Regions from separate parts of the Sus scrofa genome. Here region 2 is linked to region 1. A link is a contact called in public Hi-C data. All regions are on one chromosome and are shown on one strand. Each heading gives the region's core, a stretch centred on a gene start, on an enhancer-like site or on the middle of the called end of the contact. The rest is flanking DNA. Distances are from core to core; before and after follow the strand shown. Region 1 overlaps LOC102164776. Region 2 overlaps LOC102164776.

The links. Hi-C and Micro-C count contacts between places; a contact is called where the count stands out from the background.
Region 2: a Hi-C map of brain shows a contact between it and region 1, with 2.9 times the contacts expected there. The contact joins two enhancer-like sites. A contact is called at or near these places in 2 of 47 Hi-C or Micro-C datasets (brain and embryonic fibroblasts).

Annotation. Positions count from the first base shown.
Region 1 is chr9:49,214,261-49,218,725 of Sscrofa11.1, reverse strand. All of the region lies in intron 3 of LOC102164776, which reads left to right. Among named protein-coding and RNA genes, the nearest start is that of MIR100, 59 kb to the right of the region's middle. Within about 2 kb of position 2,140, at least 13 of the 83 cell types and tissues checked have an H3K27ac peak or open chromatin away from gene starts, as enhancers often do. A contact at or near this core is called in brain, where this site is marked.
Region 2 is chr9:49,444,487-49,449,282 of Sscrofa11.1, reverse strand. All of the region lies in intron 1 of LOC102164776, which reads left to right. Among named protein-coding and RNA genes, the nearest start is that of UBASH3B, 180 kb to the left of the region's middle. Within about 2 kb of position 3,227, at least 15 of the 83 cell types and tissues checked have an H3K27ac peak or open chromatin away from gene starts, as enhancers often do. A contact at or near this core is called in brain, where this site is marked.

The sequences.
Region 1 (4,465 bases), core at 891-3,390:
GTAAAATGTGTTGTGCTTTTTAGCACTCTGGACTTTTTTACATTCTCCCCAAATGGAGTGATTCTTCTGATGGAGGCACCGCAAATAAAGGAAAATGCTGCTTTTTCTTAGTTAGATGAAGTACCCCTGTTTATTCCCTATTCTAGGTTAGAGATCTCTGGATGGCCTGGGATTTTGGCATCTGTTTATTCTCTGTCAGCACAGTCTGGCACGGAGTAGGTGCTGCACGGCAGCTTATTGAATGCATACATTCTCTCTGGCCAAAATCCTTCTTGAAAGTCCTTTTCTAGTCATCTGTTAAAAATTAAAATGGTCAGATTTGGGGTTCTGATAGTTCATACCTGATTTAAGCCTGAAAAAATGAAGGCTGACTTGGTAGAAAGAAATGAGTGATAGCAGTGATTTTTTTTTTTTTTAAGGCTGTACTTGTGATATATGAGTGTTCCCAGGCCTAGGGGTCGAATCAGAGGTACAGCCGCCAACCTACGCCACAGCAACACAGGATCCGAGGGACCTACACCACAGCTTACTGTAATGCCAGATCCCCAACCCACTGAGTGAGGCCAGGGATCAAACCCGTATCCTCATGGATACTAGTCGGATTCGTTTCTGCTGTGCCACAGTAGGAACTCCCATCAGTGATTTCTGAGGGTGCTCTGATAAGAATGAAGACAGTTACCAGTTGTTATTGCATGAGGTTGAAAGAAATAATGTCTGCATGTGGGATCAGATACGAGTTAGAACTTCCTGAGTGCAAAGGTTACAGGAGACTCTTATAAATGACACATGGGGGTTTATGCCAGCAACTTCTCCAATGATAGGTACACATCCATTTAGTTCAGCAAATCTTTACTCTCCTCCTCCATTGCACCAACCCCGCACTAGAAGCTGGAGTTTAAAAGACTGATAAAGTACGTGCCTGACCACAAAGAAGACTTGAGACAAATGACATTGAACAAACTTCAATGTCATGTCCCAAGCGCTAAGAGAGAGACGTGCCTGGGGCATTGTGGGAACATGATGAAGAGGCACAGACTCCAGCTGTGTAGTCAGAGAGGGCTTCCTGGAGGAGATGGTACATGGACTGAGGTGAGAAATGTCTCAGTGAATAAAATGGAGTCACTGCAGGTCAGGAAAAGTGAACAGCTAGACTAATTGATGTAGAAACCCTTTCAGACCATAGAAATTTCATTCAGCCCTTTTGAGTTGAGTCATCTGAAAAATATTGTCCTGCAGGACGTGTGTTACAATCTTGGTGGCAAAAAGGGGCTCCATTTTCTCATTTTCTGTTCCATGTTTGATCTGACACGTCATCGGGATAGCATTTCATCATTTGAGGAGGAAAAAGGTAAAGGAGGGGACTTATTTTCTTCTGCATCCAAGGGTCATGGGCCCGTGAGCAGCCTGCTCCAAAATTCAGCACACTGCAGAGCGAGCATGGCCTCGATGCATCAAACTTGACATATTTGGGGGCTGTCCGTGGGGACTCTAGACCGGGCATTCTCTGTACCATCCAGGAGGCCCCAGCGAGGAAGGCTGGGGCCGGCCTGCCTGCCTGCCTGCTCAGGGAGAATGAACTGCTACCTGGAAACGCTCACAACAGCTGCTCTTTGAATTCCGGCAGATTGTTTTACCAGGCTCCATTGTACAGGTGGGAAAGCCAAGGCTGAAGAACACGGAGCAGCTTCCTAGGTCCTGAGGAATAAAGGGTGGTAACCGTGGGTTAATTTGACTTCTTTTCAGTGCCACAGCAAGTACATACCCAGGGTGGGAACCTCTCAGAGGCGGTTTTCCCAGAAGTGCTTTTGAAATGGCAAGCCAGTTAGCAATGATCTGTTTCCACTGGATACCCTGCTTCTGGGGCTGGCATCAGGGGGGGTGGGGGTGGGGGGTGCCCAGCCTCCTCCGGGGAGGTCACGCAGGTCCAGCCGTGGCAGCTGGTGCCGCCGGGCCCTGGACCACCAGAGAAAGGAATCTGCGGAAGGACAAAGGGTGCTGCATGGACGGCCGCGGACCTGCGCCCTCCACGCCCACTCGCCCGAGGCGGGCCGGCGGCGGGTTGGTGCCAGGCTCTGTGCTGCTCCTCCACCCCCTTCCCGGGCCCCCAGCTCCTCTGCCTGCTCTCAAAGCTCCAGCCGTCCTGAATGGGGCTTTGTGTGTGCCCCAGGGACTGGCTCGGGGGAGCCCTGATGGAAATGCTGGACAGCGATGTCTCCCCTGGATCCAGGCAGCTCGGCGCAGGGCCCATCTCGTGGGAGGCAGGTCTTTATTGTGCTGCCGATCCTTCCATATCTGAGAGAGAGCCGGACCTGCATGAACGTTCTGCCCCCCTGCACAGTGGAGTTAAGTGCAGGGCCACGGGGCTGACGGGGCCTGGGTCGCTTCCGGAGCTCTCCTTCCCACACTCTCTCTTTGCTCCTTTGCCCCCAGAGGTGGCTCTACCAATGTCATTGCACAAGAGGTGCAGTGAAATGGTCACTCTTTAGGTGCCAGGCCTTGCATTACCCACTTTATCCTGTTGAATGGAATCTTCTCAGCAATCCTGTGAGATATGTCATCTCTTATCCCCCTTTTTCAAGTGAGGAAACAAACCAAGGTTGGGAATGTTAAGCCACTTACCCTGCTAATTCCCAGCACCTGCTGGATGGGGCTCTGCTCTTGCCTCCGCCTTCTTGCCTTCAAGATGGGGATAATGGCCTCAGGCTAAAGCACAGGGCTGGGCTCTGGCTCCCACCCAGCTCTGGCCTAGCGTCCTGCCCTAATGAGGGGACAAAGGTTAGTTCTGGGTGTCTGGCTGACACTTCAGCTCTCTTCTGTCAGGTTGAAGTGCAGGCACAAGTCTTTTTTTTTTTTTTAAAGTAGAAAAGAAGCAGTGGTCATGAGATCATCTGCATTCACACATGTATGGCCAGGATATCTAGCTTAAGAGGTATGGTCCATAGCTCTCTTATGCAGCAAAGCTCAATGGCCCTTTTCAGGGACAGACATTTTACCATGGATTTCACTTTATTTTTTCTTTTTAGGACTGCACCTGTGGCATATGCAGATTCCCAGGCTAGGGGTCTTATCTGAGCTACAGCTGCTGAAGTATGCCACAGCCACAGCAGTGCCAGATCAGAGCCATAACTGTGGCCTACACACTACAGCTTGCAGCAACACCGGATCCTTAACCCAATAAGTGAAGCCAGGGATGGAACTCGCAACCTGATGGTTCCTAGTCGGATTTGTTTCCACTGCACCACAACGGGAACTCCTTTACCATGGATTTTGGAACAGCTCTGTTACAACTGAATCAAATGGCCAGCTGGGAAGGGCTATGAGTATTTCTCTGTTGGCAAAGAGGCTCGAGCAATCTATGGTCAAACAAAAACAGCAATAGAAATGCAGGTTAGATCTTAAGAAGAACCTCCTAACTGCATTGTGGTGTGCCAATAATCAGACAAAATAAGTTGTCCTTCAGAGTCTGTTTTTGCCTGTTTATTTTCTTCCTTTTCTCTTTTTTTTTTTTTTTTTTTAAAGAAAAGCTAGTTCTTCACCTTTCTAGGCTGTTATCATTATAGCCCATGTTATTTCTAGAGAAAGGGGATGACTGTCACAGGCCTCACAAAGCAGTAAGATCCTCTGTGTTCATTTTTTACACATGACAAGCAACTCTGGAGAATTGGGACCCTCAGAGTTGTGTGTGATAGGGTGTGTTCCACCCTCTTCCCCCGTGAAGAGTGAATGTCCACTTTTCAGCACTGTTGCACTCCGCCCCAGAAGTGGGAGGAAGTGGCAGGGCTGGAAAGATGGGTACATTTTCCACGTTTTATTCTCCAAGTTGCTTTCCACAGTCTCTATGCATTGTGCTGATGCCCCAAGGGTCTTTACTCCAGCAGTGCCTTACACCACCGCTATCATCAGGGCTTATCATGATGGTCTAATTGTGCGGATGCATAATAAACACTTGTGTTTTGAGCAACTGAAGCATAAGAGCCGCAGAGAGATTCCCCATCAAAATCAAGAGACTTGTCTGTGGGCGGTTAAGGTCCTGAGATGTGGGGCACTGAGCATACTGGAGTCACAAACACCCATTAACCTGCCTCTCTGTTCTGGCCCTTCTCCGCTAAAGCTGTGGGCCTTCTTTGGTCTTTGTCTTAGGAGTCGCTGGTTTCTTTTTTACTTTGCTAGTCTCATTTCTGAGAGGGGAACTCACTCTTCAAACCAGGAAGAGTTAAAGATCGTGGAATTCAAGAGCTCAAGGGATCACTCAGGTTAGACACGGGAAAGGACTTTTGGATTGTGACAAGGAGGCTGCGTAGAGAAACCCGTTTGGACAGGACACGTGAAATTCACCACTGGTACCTGGGCTGCTGGAGTTTGAGCAACGTCGTGGGTCTCATTTCTTTGTTCATAAGGTAGCGTGTGACAGTTTCACAGGTTCACTGGACAGTTTCATCTTTGGGAGTTCTTTGGACTTTGGTGG
Region 2 (4,796 bases), core at 1,978-4,477, 230 kb before region 1:
TGGAGGTTCCCGGGATAGGGGTCTAATTGGAGCTGTAGCCGCTGGCCTACACCACAGCCACACTAATGCCAGATCTGAGCCGCATCTGCGACCTACACCACAGCTCATGGCGATGCCAGATCCTTAACCCACTGCACAAGGCCAGGGATCAAACCTGCATCCTCATGAATGCTAGTTGGGTTTGTTAACTGCTGAACCATGATGGGAACTTCAGATTTCTTCTTTTTTCCACCCTATTCATTTTGCAAGGTCCAGTTTAAGTCTCATTTCCACTATGAACCCGTGTCTCATGAATTTCTTTCTTGTCCGGAAAGAATGTAGGTATTATCATCTGTAAGTTATTGTAATATTTCTCTATTATATCTCCCCAAGGCGAGGGAATCATGTCTTATTTATAGTGTAAGTACTTTGTATCATGAGTGCTTACCCCCATGGTAGGTAATCAGCAAGTGCTTATGGAATGAGTGAGTGAATGAATGTAAGGGCGCTTACTTTTCTGCACATGTAGTTGGGGAAGTGCCTGATGATCACAAATATTCCTTAAACATCCTGTTTTTCAGGCTTCTGTTCATCTAAGTCCCCGCTTTTCCCACTTAATCCTGTTTCTCTGGATGATCTCAGTTACCACTGGGATGTCAGTTACCATCTGCCCCATGTTAGTCCCTCCCAAGTGTATATTTTTATAGACTGGTTTGGTCTCCTGAGAGCCAAGCCCCTAAATCCAACTGGTTACCAGACTTCTCCAGGGGGTGTTTCTGCAGGCACTTGAGACTTAGTCTGCCAAACCTTTATTCATTAACTTCTCCACCCACTCTATCCCACCCTCCTCCTTTTCCTCCTCCTCTTCCTCCTCTGATGTTCCTAAAACAGTTCCTTAAGCAGCATTATCTAGTCAATTGAACAAATTTGATGTATCCCCAACATACAGCATGTTGTCTGGTACCTAGCACGCACTCAATATTTGTTGAATAAACAAATGCCATTCACTGGGATGGCCAAATCAACTGAAAATGATAAATTTGATGGTCACATTTAAAAAGAGTTTTAAATTCAGTAATAAAAAGCTAGAAGGAGAGTAAACTCTGGGAATTTCTCACCTGTCACTTTTGGTATCCTTGGAACATCAAACAAAGAGTGTCACTCGTGAGGTCTTAGTTTAAAATCAGATCTAGATGCTACTTTGTCACCTTCCCTGCAACTGTCTGAAATGTTTTCCTTTAGGCCTTAGGGCCTTTGTAGTGATGTCATCTCATGGACAAACGCCAAGTTAAGTTTTTCTGCCTCCTAGAGATTGGGGATATTTTGTGTCATCTATTAGGATTGAGGTTCGAAATGAATTTTTCATTCTTCTCAGGCTACTATTAGAGTCATCAATTGTAATCAAAGAACAGGGGCTTTGGGACTCAGACTGTGTGCGTGATTTTGGCTCCTTTACTTTCTCCTGCTTCGTGACGGACAACCTACAAGCTACTTAAGTTCCTCTAATCTTGATTTTTTTTCATCTATAAACTGAAGACGATATTAGGCATAACAGGGTTCTTGACAAGTTATGTGTAATAAGGTAAGCATGGTCTCTGAAATGAGGATGCCTCAAAAGAAAAAAGGAGCTTCTTTCCCTTGGATGAGTGGTGGTCTGTCACTTAGCTTGATGGTCAGTTTCTTCACTAGTGAATGAAATAGTGCTTAGCCACAGGGTTGTCATGAGGACTAAATTAGTTACATTTGTATGTAGTACGTGATTATTTAGGAAATACTGGTTCTTTCTTACTTGCCAGTAAGGCACTGGGAAATGCCTGAGGTGTTCTCAGTCTGTTAGAACTTGTGGTCAACCTCGAGGCTCCTGTTAGGGAGACCAAGGAGGGCATGAACATACAGGAGGATTATTACTGTGCTTATCTCTGTGATTCAGGGCTGTTCAGTAGCAATGGCTACAAGTGGAAAACTGCCATCTTCTCTCTGTGACATCTCCATGTCCCAGTCTACCTTTATCACTTTTGCCTTCAGGGTCTTTCATCAGGGTACCTTTAACCAATGGGAAATGACTCATACTCAAATGAGAGTTCTCATTGGTTGCTTTTGGGTGACCACATTTTCTGATGGGTACAAGCATCAGCCACTCCAGTTCTTAGGCAATTCCTGACTCCCACTTAGTAGCAGCAGTTCAGTTCTTAGGCAATTCCTGACTCCCTCTAAAACAAGGGATTTTTTCCCAACAATAATGGACTTCTCTGTATCTCTTCCTCCTTCCACTTGGCATAGTGCTCACCCCAAATAAACTGATGGTGGTCCATTCTCTTCAACAACCCAGAAAATTGAATTTCTACAAGTAATAACTTCAACAAAATTAACAGTAGCAAAGACTACCTGTATTTCTTTGGACACCTATTAACTCTAGTAATAAGGAAACTGATAGAACTTCAGTGAGTATGTTTTTATGATAAATGGTGTGAATTGAGGAACACGCCTATGGAGGCAGGTTTTTTCCTAGCAGGTGCCATACACTGAGGTGATAACCATTGTGATGAGCTAGCTTCCAGGATGAGTTGATAAATGAATGACTCTCACTTACCATTGGCCTTTATCAGAAGCTAGACTCGGAAGAGAGGGAGCAGAGCAAGAGATGGGGGGATGGGGGGAGAAGGGGAATTTCCATGTAAGGTACTTTGGGAATCTTGAAGCAAACAATCTTACCCAAGCCTCCCACTCCCTTGATAGATGGCTGTTGGCATCTGTGTTCTTGCAAAAAAAAAGAAGTTTCTTAGTTTAAAAAAAAAAAAAATTAGGCAGATAGAGGACGTTCAAACGCAGCAGTGGAAAAGAGAAGGGAAAAATGCACTTGGCAAGAATTCAGTCAGTTGTCTTCATTGAAATGGCATTGAATTTAAAAAAGCTTCTTCTTTACTGGAGAAGTTAAAACAAGCAAACAGCCAGCCAGGCCATCACTATGCAGTAAACGTTGTAGGAGAAAAAAATATGCAAGGTTTCTTGATTGTTTTTTTTTTTTTTTTTCTTTCTATCCTCAAACAAAGAGATCTGTGCTTGTTCCTGAAACAAGGCAAATAAATACACTGCTCACATACCCTGGTGGTTTTAAACCTCTTTCAGGAAGGCAGCTGCCCCTCCCCCCATTTATTCAGGCACTAAGTCCTGCCCCTATGCCTGGTAGCCCACAGTCCTCCAAGTTCGGGTTTACAAGGCACTTGTTTCCAGAATGTGGACTTGGACTAGGGGCAGCGTTTCTGTCTCTGCTGAATGGTGGAAAATAAGGTTCCGGGTGAGAACAATTAGAAACTTGAATGACTCTCCAGGCATCTCGCAATACAAGCTATATTCCTGTTTTTATAAGGAATTAGCTGCAGATCGCTTGGGTAGTGCTTGTCATGCTTTTGAAACGTTCCCTGTGTCTTTCTGGCACAACTGTGTTCTCCTTGGAAGTGGGGTCTTCTTGTAGTCCCTCTCCCCCATCTCTCTCTGGCTTGCCAATTCCAACATTACCCGGGTCCTTTACTCTCTCCAAGATGACCTGAAATGACCTTTTGCTTGGCATGAGACGTGATTCAACTGATAATAAAAGAGCTGGGGGCGGGGTGGCGCTGGCTGCTCAGAGTCGAGGAGTGGGGGAGGGGAAAATGCATTAATTTAAAGACAAATGCTGCCTGGTTTTTTTGCCATACATTTCTGTAATTAGTTTCCTCCATCACCTATTACACGAAGGGAAAAGGTGGTGTTTTTTTTTTTTCTGATTATTTTGAAGGCAAACCTCTCTTTGTTTTGCCTGAGCTCTTGCCTTGTTTAGACGAAGCGGGGAGGAAGAGAAGGAGGGCGGTGGGGGAGGCAGGGAGAAGCTGGCACCCCAGGTGGGGAAGCCGGGGTAGTTCACTGGAATGTGGGGTCGGCTGCCCGGCAGCTTTCTTTCTTGCTGCCTGGCAGTTTGGGGCTGGGAGTTCCTCTCCAAAGCAGCGGGCGCAAGGGTTCCAGGGTGCAGTTCCCTTCTATTTCATATCCGCTGCCTCTGAGGGGCGCGGGCTTGTTCCGGGAGGCTGTGTTTCTTTGTTGTTTTGGGAAACTAATTTTTCTCTAACTCCAGATAGATGCCCATGGCAAGTTTCATCGATCCTCTTTCTCCCTCTCTCTCACTTAGAAAAAAAGGACAAACTGTTTACTTGGATAGTACTCAGCTGAGGTTTCAGGAGTTGGCACAGCAAAAGGTCCTTGTTGTAGAGGGTCCTGCCTTCCCAGAGACCTCCTCTTTAAAGCAGTGCTCTATTCACTCTCTCCGTTGGGTGTGTGTGCACTTGACATATCATGGACATCATTTGAAAAGACAAAGACAAGGTTTCCTTGGGCGGTTGGAGGGGTATTTTGAGCCCAGCTTGACTAGATGAGCTGTGAGAAGAGACAGGTGGATGTTAGAGGTCACGTGAGGACCTGGGGTTAGAGAGCTTCTCATCCAAAGGCTTGTGAAATGCTAGAACATAGTCTAAAGTTGTCCCACCTCCTTAGAGGTGGCAGACAGCTTGCCTGTGAGCTGCCTGGGATAGATATGCAGCCATCCTGTCGCCCTCTCCTCTTGTCAAAGGAAACTTACATATGAGATGCTCTGAGAAGTGAGGAACTCCTCCTCCTTGGTCTGGGAGAATTTCTCTTGCTAAAGTGCCTTGCAGGCTGAAAGTTCCGTGAAAGGCGAGGTGTTTTTTTTTTTTTTAACCATAGTTCTCTTCTAGTTTCACACCTTTTGGCTTTTGTTGGCAACTGTTGTTAATTCATCACAGACATCATGGGTATTGGCTCTGTGC